Linked DNA regions of Hordeum vulgare: region 2 is linked to region 1. Evidence: chromatin contacts called from public Hi-C data. All regions are on one chromosome and are shown on one strand. The core of a region is the stretch at or near the end of the contact, and the rest is flanking DNA. Distances in the headings are between cores, read along the strand shown.

Evidence for each region. Hi-C and Micro-C count contacts between places; a contact is called where the count stands out from the background.
Region 2: a contact with region 1 is called in a Hi-C map of seedling, with 4 times the contacts expected there. The contact joins the promoter of LOC123448711 here to the promoter of LOC123448708 in region 1. A contact is called at or near these places in 2 of 6 Hi-C or Micro-C datasets (leaf and seedling) and 1 of 1 datasets of contacts at active chromatin or transcription factors (embryo).

The regions. Positions count from the first base shown.
Region 1 is chr4H:396,285,450-396,290,870 of MorexV3_pseudomolecules_assembly, forward strand. It overlaps LOC123448708 (protein ENHANCED DISEASE RESISTANCE 4), which reads right to left and starts at 3,319. Exons shown (of 3, transcript XM_045125680.1): 1 at 2,821-3,319; 2 at 1,542-1,808; 3 at 1-1,384. The coding sequence starts at 1,662. It overlaps LOC123448709, which reads left to right and starts at 3,439. Exons shown (of 1, transcript XM_045125681.1): 1 at 3,439-4,483. The coding sequence starts at 3,755. The coding sequence ends at 4,279.
Region 2 is chr4H:396,581,581-396,587,001 of MorexV3_pseudomolecules_assembly, forward strand. It overlaps LOC123448711 (serine/threonine-protein kinase AtPK2/AtPK19-like), which reads left to right and starts at 2,335. Exons shown (of 7, transcript XM_045125686.1): 1 at 2,335-2,454; 2 at 3,357-4,321; 3 at 4,425-4,507; 4 at 4,587-4,707; 5 at 4,806-4,979; 6 at 5,088-5,195. The coding sequence starts at 3,662.

The sequences.
Region 1 (5,421 bases), core at 2,069-4,568:
TCGTCACCCCCAAATGGTGACTGAAGTTTCCTTCTGTTGGGGTCTCTGTAAGAGTAGGAGAGAACCTGCGCGCAGGAGCCACACCGCAGCCTGCGTGTTCCTCTGCTCGGAATGGCAAAATCGGTGGGCAGCTGCACGAGCTTCATACAGTTGGAGCAAAGGACGAATGGCGCGCCCCTTAGGACTGGCCGGCAGAGATTTCTCGAGGCAGGCCGCCGCTTTATCTCCTTAGCCGGTGGCTTGTGCGGTGCAGGTTCTTGTTTCCAGGAGCTGCAACGGGGTGGGCGGCAGCTATGATGGCATTGGTGAGGGCAAGGTCTCATTTCCAGTTGCCCACTACGAATGTATGAATAGGCGCTGCGCCGGCCATACCGCGGTAAGGGCAGTCCATGGCCATGGGGAGCAACTTGGCCAGACCTACTCAGGCGAGATGCATAGCCCGAATGCTTGACAGCAGGATGGTAAGCTGTAAGAGGTTGGCTGTAACCATCTTGTTTCAGCGGATGGGGAGGGTGTGCCCTTGGCTTGCAATCTGAAGGTTTATTGAAGATTTCAGAAAGGTCACCTTTCAATTCATCCACCGTCTTCATAATCTTTGATTGAAGAGGTTCGCTTGCCCTGAAGCTTTTTGACTGGAATGAAGTTCGGGAAGAGTGGAAATCAAGCAAGTCAACTGATACTCCAGGCACTTCTCGGAGATCACAAGACCGAGATTGCACCCTTACCAGCTTGCTTTTCTTGCTTGCCGCAGGTTCAGCTTTGCGTGCTCCAATCTCCTCACATTCTGGCAAATTGCTAGCTAATTCTCTTTCCTCGGATGAAGGCATGTTATGCTCTGAGGTATTCAGGCTGCTTTCCCTATCACCATCTTCGTTTATTTTGCAATCCTCTGAATTCTCTGCGCTTTGCTCTACCGTGTTGTTCTCTTCTTTGTCAGAATCTACTATCTGTGTGCCATTCCCACTGCCACTGGGTTGTATAAGGGCAGCAAGATCTTCTATTTCTCCATTGGTGTCATCGTCACCAGAATTGTTGTCTTGGCTGCTCTCAGTATTTGGAACCTCCATAACATTCTCCTCATCTGACATAATATCACCCTTCTCACTGCTTCCGGTGCCATTGCCCTCTTGCTCCATCTCGCTGCTTGAAGCACCAAGAGTGATGGAATCATCCGCAGCAGCACCAATAGAACCCAGTTCCTTGCTTTGGGGAGACACCCCATTGCTCACAGAGGTAACAACAGAGTAATTACCAGAGTCTTGCCGAACTTGTTTTGTCGACACCCCATTGCTCACAGTTTCAGAGGGAACAACAGAGTAATCCCGGGAATCTTGCTGAACTTGTTTGGTGGCCACATTTTGTGCATCACTGGCACGGATTTTAGCTGCATAAATGTAAACATACACCAAAACGAACAATCAATCCTTTTCCAAAAAGAAAAAGAACAATCAATTCCTTGGAAAGAAATGAGCAAACCGACTGGTGCATATCAGCTCATAACGACAAAACCTTGCTAGTTCAGTGTAGCATGGAATTCGTACCTCTAAGAGTGGTGTTGCATCCACCGCACTGGTAGACAGAAACATTTGCAGGTTCTGGTAGAATGTTAAGACACTTTGGGCACCTCACAAGGCGAAACGCGCCTGTGTTTGCACTTGCCATCAAACAAGAAAGACCAAGGACATCACCCACAGCACAATATTTCCAGGCTGTAGCTATCTACCAGCTACCACCAAACTGATATGACTGCTACACTACAGATGTCTTGTCTGTCGTAACACCAGGTCCAGAATCCAGAGTTTCTGTATCTGCAAACATTCAAGAGAAAAATGATCAAATTCCAATAGCACCTGGTTGGAGTAATAATAGCATGAAAACCCAACCTGGCTAAAAAATTCAAAGTCCATTTAAGGTGAATAACATTTATCCGTAGCATGAAACAAATCGGAAGAAACATAAAGGATAAAGTGCTGGAAAAATAAAGTTACAGCACCACTTACAAATAAGATCAGGTGCTGTTTGCGTGAAAAACAAGATTGGCAGACAATCCATATTCTCTCCTGCTTAATTAATGAGATGAGCCAAATCTTTTGCCTCCGTTTAAAAAAAAAACAAGATTGGCTGCTGAACACGAGCAAGAAATGCAGGGGCAAGATTGCACCACGTACTGCCTTCGCAGTTGGAACATTGAAATCATCAGTAGGCAATAGGCGTTTTGGCCCATTGGCAAATAGGCAGGAATTTGGCCGATTAGAGAAACAAACAAATTCGGAAGGTACCTTTTTTTTCTTTTTGAGGGGACAAATCGGAAGGTACTGATTGTTGGGATCCCGTTGTCTTGTTCATCCAGAATTAATCTACTGGGACAAGAACGTAGAGTACTAATAATGCTCAACTAGAGCTTATTTTGGCATGCTGGTTGGTTGGTAGTAACACGTACACTTGCCGAATCCATAAGGGGATCTCCATAGAGAACGGACGGAGAATCTTGCATGTTCGTAAATCGTACGTTTCTCAGAAGAAGAAGAATCGTATACGCTACTTCTCCCCGACAAGAATTATTTAGATACGGAGGAAGTACGTATGGAGCTGCAACCTAGTCCTAGTACAGCGCAAGGAAAATAAAAAAGATAGAGCAATTCATACCGACTTAATGATCTCTACTAGGAACAAACGCCTGAAGAGAGTAATCTGGAGAGGAACGCAGCTCGAGACGGAGGAGGTTGAGGAAGAAAAAGAAAAAAACAGTGGAAAGGCCACCGAATGCCCAAGGTAGAAGAGGAAGAGGAAGAGGAAGAGGGGAAGAAGCCAAGAAGTCACCTTTCCCGCTCCGTGGCTGCTTCCTCCTCGTTGTTTTGAACCACTCTTCTCCAGGAGGGAGGCGCAACAAACACCACAACCTTGCCGTCTCCCGCAGTTGCAGCTCCAGTTCTGGGAAGTTCCACGCCGGCCCCCGCGCTCACAACTAGTCAGGTCAGGTCAAGCCTCAAGCGGAGGAGTAGTATATTGTATATACACAACACAGTGGAGGGGGGAGAGGAAGAGGAGGAGGAGAGTTGACTGGTGGTAGGAAGGAAGGTTTAATTGCCCGGATCCCCGGTCTGAACGGGGTTGCGCGCAGCGGGGAAGACTTTGGCCGCGCGCTGCCAGCGGAGGGCGATAGCGAGAGAGAGAAGAGACAACTCGGGGAGGAAGGGAAGGAGGGAGGGTCCGCGGTCAAACGCGCGCTCGGGGTATAAATTAACAGCGCAACAGAATTGTTAGAAATTAATTACTATATTAATTCAAGGGATGTGTCCAACCCGAATAGTCGTGTCTCCTCTCTCTCTCCATTGCCAACAGGCACCTGTTCTGGAGGAATGCCTCCGAACAGGCACCTCTTCTTCGCACCTCTTCCAGATGTATATAAACTTGAGAATCAATAGAAATCAGGACTGATCGTTCGTTACTTTCATTCAATCTCGTTTTACTCTAACACGTTATCAGCGCGTGACTCTTCGCTGAGAGAGAAAGGCCGGAAGGACCGACGAGGAGGCCTCTCAAGGACGCCTTCGGCACACCGCGGCGCCCTATCCGTGCACAGCGGTGGAGTCTCCCAGCGTTCTCGCATGGACGAGTCGCGCGAGAAACCATGGCCTTCGGCCTGGTAGTTCTGCGACGGTCGGCGTCGTACCGGCGTACGGAGCGACGGACATCCTTCACGTGACGCACGGGCTCTCCTGGCTTGCATCGCCATCGACGTCTGCGGGCAGCAATGGCAAGCCCACCATTCCAACAGCCGATTCCTCCCGTCGGCCGCCCTCGACAAGGCTTTCGCACGGCCGCCGCGCCGGCTCCGAGCAGCCCCTGGCCGCGCGCACGTCCATCCGGCCTCTGCGCCGCGCCCCGATGTGCCTTGCGGCCGTCCGCCCGGTCGTGGCCGCGCCCGGCTGTGCCGTGGCCGTGTGCGCCTGCTCGCGCCAGGCAGTGGCCTCACTCGCCCGCGCTCGGCTGTGTCGTGGCCGTGTGCGCCTGCCCGCGCCAAGCCGTGGTCGGCCCCGTGTGCGCCTGCCAGCGCCAAGCCATGGCCCCGACGAGGAGCTTGGTTTCGAGATGGCTCCCAGCGCGCACGGCCGCCTTTGCCCCTGACATCGCCTATCAACGCGTCCTTCTGCGGCAAAGCATGCGGCCGCTGGCCGGCGAGCGAGTGTTCCGGCGGCGTGAGCCCAAACGAATCATTCGATTCGTAACCGCACATGGAAAGGAGAGAGCCTTATCTCTTCGTGATTATACACTTTAGCCCATGTGGCTTTACCTATTTTCATAATAGGTTTGTGTGTATATCTCTTCGGAGTAATTTATGTACGTCTCAGGATAAATTAACATGGTCCAACTATTTGTGCTATTCATTGGCACTTGTCATCTTTAAACCATGTATGTATAGATATGCATTCAACTCATTTTCTGTTGAGTTTTAAATTTCAGAAATGTGTATATGTTGAAATGTGTTTGCTATTGCAATTCTCTATACAACAACATTGTTTTGCGATTGAGATTAAGTTCTCTCATACAACAACATTGATTTGCGATTGAGAAATATATATTTTCTCGCAAACAATCTCATTGCTACTGAGATCAATTTTCTCTCGCAAAATATTAATTCACCATGGTGAATTATCTTGCAACTTGATATAAGATCATCTCATTTAATTTGAGGTCTATACAATTCAAGATTCTCACTTGAACATCAAGTTTGCAACATCATTACTATTCGTTACAATAGTAATGTATTTCTATTGAGTACGATGTATTACGAAATGTATGTATCCCCATGTTCATTACATGTTGAGATTAATACATTTATTTGCAAATAAAAATCAATTCATCTTAATCGAGCCTTTGTCTTGCTACAAGCAAGAATTGATATGCAAAATTCTAAGTGTTGTTTTTCAAATTGATGTTTTGGGATCACAAGGTAGTGTGTAGATCTACTACTTTGCAGATTATCACCACTATTGATAAAGCCTACATTTTGTCGTTTCGACATTATGATTGTTTTACAAAGTGCTCTCCCACACATTTTACTAAGTCATGACATAAGGCATTACGAGTGAGTCTACTGACTTCATCAGATTATACTCCCTAGTGCTGCGAGATCTACTCCATTTCGGAGATTATCTTCAAGATGTCATATTTAGCAATTTGAGATTCACATTAATGGTTTCAAGATAACTCCTTGAAATACCCATTAATTTTGCTAAATTCATTACAACATCAACCATGATGATCTTTAATTTAATGTAGGTAAATTAATTATCTATAGTTTACCCATAGAGGTAACATATGGCTATAAGGCATCAGCCGTACTAGAATTTGCTCCTCTGAAGCAATTGTTGTTGTTCACTAAAATGATTTACTATCATAGTAAATTCATGCATGATT
Region 2 (5,421 bases), core at 1,085-3,584, 300 kb after region 1:
AATTCCAGTTGTCGATATTTTCCCTCTTCATGTTTATCTGTCAAATTAAGAGAAAAAGGCATAATGATTACATCCTTAAGTGTAATATTGATAAAAGAACATTATACATAATGATACATGCATTTTGCATCATGATTTACTTTTTCTTGGTCATTATTCTACTTTATGATACAATTATAATGCATTTTCTCTCTTAAATTGCAAGATCTACACAAAAAGGGAAATTGTCGGAAACTGGAATTGTGGATGTGGAAGTCGTGGCAAAAGTTGGGAATTTTCTAGATTCCAAATGACCTCAAACTTCGTGTATATTTTTTATATAATATATAAGAATTATTGGAATGAAGACCCACCGTAGGGGGCACCTATTGCTCCCAAGGAAACAGGGTGCGCCCACTCCCCAGGGCGCGTCCTAATGCCTTGGGAGACCCACAGGCTGCCTCCGGTGCCCCTCTTCTGCTATATCAAGGGTTTCGACCTAGAAAAAATGAGGATACTTTTGGGACGAAGTGCCACCGTCTCAAGGTAGAAATCTCGGCATGAGCCCTTTTGCTCTCCGGTAGAGCGATTCTGCTGGGGAAACTTCCCTCCAGGAGGGCTCATTAAGAAATTATTAACCTAGTCAAAATCAAGTGGCCGTGTTTTAAATTGAAGACCTCATCCGATTAAGCGGCCTCCAAACTTATGAAGCATAAGTATTACATAGATCCATGAGTGACCTAGTTCCATCTCCTCGAAAAATTGTTGATTTGATTAAAATCGGGTGACCCAATTCAACCTCCTTAAGAAATAGCTGACCTGATCAAAATCGAATGATCCAATTTTAATTGAAGACCTTAATTGAGCTTAGTGTTATAGCATGTTTTTTTAACACTATAGCGGATTGTTAGGAGATGTCCAATTCATGCACTTTTTACGGGAAGCAAACGTCTCGTGCGGTGGCAAAAGGAATGATATTTCATGTAATTGGGTAGATATGGTTCTTCCTCTTTTATTTCCGAGTTTTCATGTAATTGGGTAGATATGGTTCTTCCTCTTTTATTTCCGAGTTTCTCATGAACGACGTGAACATTTGCGTTAAACAATAAAATACTTCATTAGGGAGCGGCATCGCATTTTAGTCCTTCCGTGCGGGGGCTAGCTTCCATCCATTCCTTGCATGCATACAACATTACACAAGTATGGTATTATTAAATATTCTTTTGATTTTGCATTTTTTATCTTCCAAACCGTTATCTCAATTAATGATCCGCTTTCACCACTACTGACTTTTTCACGACGAGATATTCAAAACTAGATCTCATGTCGACATGTTTTGATAACTTTTGTTTTCGTCGGTACTTGCTAGATTATTATCACTTACTTGTCACATTATTTGTTATATAGTTCTCACATTAAATCAACTTGGTTATCAGGCTTATGAATGTTGATATATCCCACAAAAAACTTAATTGATTGTACTTATGCTGATTCATGCATTTACTTGCTTATTGTTAGTGTTTTAATACCCACTTTTAGCTTCACATAACATTGCAATGCGTAAAAAGTATTGTCCTGATAACTATGTATACTTTTTATGACAACTATACACCCGTAAGATGACAACTATAACGACATAAATGTGGCAACTAGGAACGATGAATTTTTTTTCAACGAAACATGTCAATATGAGATCTTATTTTGAAGGCCTCGTCGAGACGAACCTAACGGTAAAAGCAAATCTCGGATCAAATTACTAGTCTGTGAGATAAACCATTTTTAAAATTTAAAAAGACATATAATGCAATGATGTAAGCATGAGGTGGAAGATTTTTGCATGCACATGAGGCTACGCGAGCCGCTACATGAAAGAGATGTAGTGCGGCGATTCTCTATATAATTTCTCAACAATAAAATAGGCCATTATGGCATTTCCTTTTAAAAATAGAGATAAGACGTGAAAAACAAGATTCTTTATAGAACCTCTCTAACATACTCCCTTTGGCATGATCCGCAGAAAAAAGAAACTTTGACTCGGCTTATCCTAATGCACACGGCAGAGCTCTATCTCTATCCCTTTCGCAGGAGGGAAACCAAACCAAAAACTAGAAGCGACCTTGGCGCCAAACCAAGAGAACCCATCCCGTTTTGCGCGAGGAGAGCGGATTGACAAGCACCAGAATCAGAATGCCCGCGTGCCTCTTCCTTTCCCCCTCGTGAGTATGACAAGTGTGGCCCAGGTGGTCCAACTGGCGGCCCATCTCGGCGGCGCGGCATATTCGCCACAAGCCAACTCGCATCGCGAGCCCCCCTCGAGTCCACCAACGCGAGCCCGCCACGCGTCCCCTTGCAGTTACCGGAGCCCCCGCACCCCACGCGCCTATTCTATAACAGGAGCCCCCTCGCCGCCCCGCCGCAGGGGATCGCCGTGCACTCGCCGCCGCTTCCAGCCGCTCCCCCTCACCCTCCGCAAAGGTTCGTCGTCGCGGTCTCTCCAGCTCTCCCTTCCTCCGTTTCCTTACTTTTCTCCTGGTTTGCCAGGTCCCTTCTCGCGCACGCTTCTTTTACGCGTCCTTTTCCGATTATTTCGGGTGCAGTTATGGTTTTTGTGATTGCTCGTCGGACCGGTGAGCGCCGCGGGTTTCGCGGCGTACAATTGCGTTGGTGCCTGGGCGCGGATTCGTGGGTCTGTTAGATCTGCGCAGGATTCCCTTCTTTGGATCTGTGGCGCTCATAGGGGGCAGGGGCAAGTGGCCGATTTGGGATTTAGCCGATGCCTTGACCTCCCATGGTAATTGTGTCCTTGTGAGTGTAATTCGGTGGCATATTATGTACAAAAAAGTATGGTTTTGTAGGGTTAAATTTCGGTGTAAGCCGCGAGAGGTTTCGTGGATACGCGTTGCTGCGCAGTAAAATTGCGATCTCTCCAATAAGTTTGCTTCCCCTTCTTTTTTGTTTAGCTTTATTTTAACATGCGTTCCCATTCTTGGCAGATAGGAACGTCAATTTTAGTTAGGCTTCGTGTTTGGATAGGCACTAGATCGGGCATAGGATGGATGTTTCTCCCATCGGGGTTATTTCGAGGTACAGAGGTATCCTGTGGTTGTGTGGGTCTCATGACTTTTGGTGCTAAATTTGGAATGCTGTTGTTCCTCTGATTGGAAAACTAATTTCTTTACGTCAGTAGCAAATTACTTTTAGAACACACTTTACTGCCTTTACGTTTTGTCTCTGATAAAGATAACACGGTGCCCTACCGAAGCAGTTTGCAGATCAGCACATGGTTTTATACTCCGAATAATCCCAGTGTTCTTCTTAGCACAAGCTTCCTTATTTGTGAAATTGTTGAATTAACTATAATATCCTTCTGCGTGCAGCCCATAGACAAGTTGATCTCATGTATTCAGGAAGAACAGTGGCATCCAGAGTTTCCTGTTCATCGGGAAACAACGGAAGCTTCCCACCCTGCCTTCGCCCGGGATTCCTGGGATTTCCTGTTGTCTCTGTGAACTTCCACTTGTTCAAGGCCATTGTTCGCAGCCCTGCATCTTCCGTTGTCTTGGGTATTTGTGGAAGGAGCCTCCCTTAGACAGAGCTGCCCCATAGAATTGGTAGAGGGAAGTGGCACAGCTACTGTTAGCTGAAATCAAGATTATAGATTGTTGAATCTTGGTTCCTGAAGATGGTTTCCTCAGAGATGCCTTCTGTTACAACAGCCCACACACAACGCCCCAAGCTCTTTACAGGGATGATACTTCTGCCAAAAGGGCCTCCTGATGTTGTCCTTCCTGAAAATGTTGAGTTCGATTTTAACGATGTTTTTGGTGCTACGGCGGTCCATACCCCCACAGAAGTAAGCATCCTCACTCCAGGCAGCCCTGCACCTTTGGCCGAGTCGAATGAGGAGGTTTACAACGACCCTGTAGTCATTACCAAGCGATCTCATTCTCTTGTTGGCCCAACTTCACTTGTTAGCCAATCCTTGCCACTTAGTAAGCTTACTCTACATGAGTCAGAGAGCTCATTAGATCTGCTAGAGTGTCTTTCTAAAGAAAAGAAAAGTGAGCAGGGGGGTCTTAATGATGAAGAGCTCAATAATACAACAAAGGAGAATGAGGCTGTTGGACTCGACGACTTTGAACTCTTAAAGCTTGTTGGCCAAGGAGCATTTGGCAAAGTCTATCAGGTGAGAAGGAAATGTACTTCAGAAATATATGCAATGAAAGTCATGAGGAAAGACAAGATTTTGGAGAAGAACCATGCTGAGTACATGAAAGCAGAGAGAGATATACTGACAAAAGTTGATCATCCTTTTGTGGTGCAGCTGAGGTACTCCTTTCAGGTAGGTCGTTACCATTTTCTGTGTGTGCACTGTGTTTTCAAGCGTGGATATATTCTCCTAGTGTTATGCATCTGCCAGTACTAAAACCAAAACTTACTTGCAGACTAAGTACCGACTTTATCTAGTCTTGGACTTTGTAAATGGGGGGCACCTCTTCTTCCAGCTTTACCAACAAGGCTTGTTTAGGTAATTTAATTCTGTAGTCCTGTCTTTACACTTATCTAGATTTGACAACCTTTTAATTAAGCTTCTACTTGTCTGGTAGGGAGGAGCTTGCACGCCTCTATACTGCTGAGATTGTATCTGCTGTAGCCCACCTTCATGCCAATGGGATTATGCATAGAGATCTGAAGCCTGAGAACATCTTATTGGATGCTCATGGCCATGTAAGATCCTTTAATGTGTCTTCATATTTCACTTTTTTCTTGTCTTCACGTTATGACCGCCAGAGGGGAAATTTATTGACTTGAGTCTTCCATTTTAGGCCATGCTAACTGATTTTGGCCTGGCAAAGGAGTTTGATGAGAACACTAGATCAAATTCAATGTGCGGCACTGTGGAGTATATGGCCCCAGAAATTGTTCAGGGCAGAGGTCATGATAAGGCCGCAGACTGGTGGAGTGTGGGGATCCTTCTTTTTGAAATGCTTACAGGCAAGGTGAGTTGTTTGAGAGGAATCTTCTGACTAGAAATATCTGCATTTTAGATGAATTACCCGCTTTATATATTTTTCTTTGCACACTCATTATTTGTCTATATGTTGCAGCCCCCATTTTTTGGTGGAAACAGGGACAAGATTCAGCAGAAGATAGTGAAGGAGAAGATGAAGCTTCCGACTTATTTGTCTAGTGAGGTTCACTCTTTGCTGAAAGGGGTAAGTTCGCTACGTTCACCTTGAGTACATTGTGCAATCGGCCCTTTGCTTGTTTTCAGTGTCAACCCAGTTTGAGTTTGTGATCAAACTAAAAATATGGTAAGATAAGTTACTTCGGTCCTAGAGAAATAAAATCAGAGACCTTAATGCTTGTAGTGAAGCCTGATCCCTGGATGTCTCTTCTCGGAGATATGACTGACGGCTGATTCCTTTGTTAGTTAGAAGT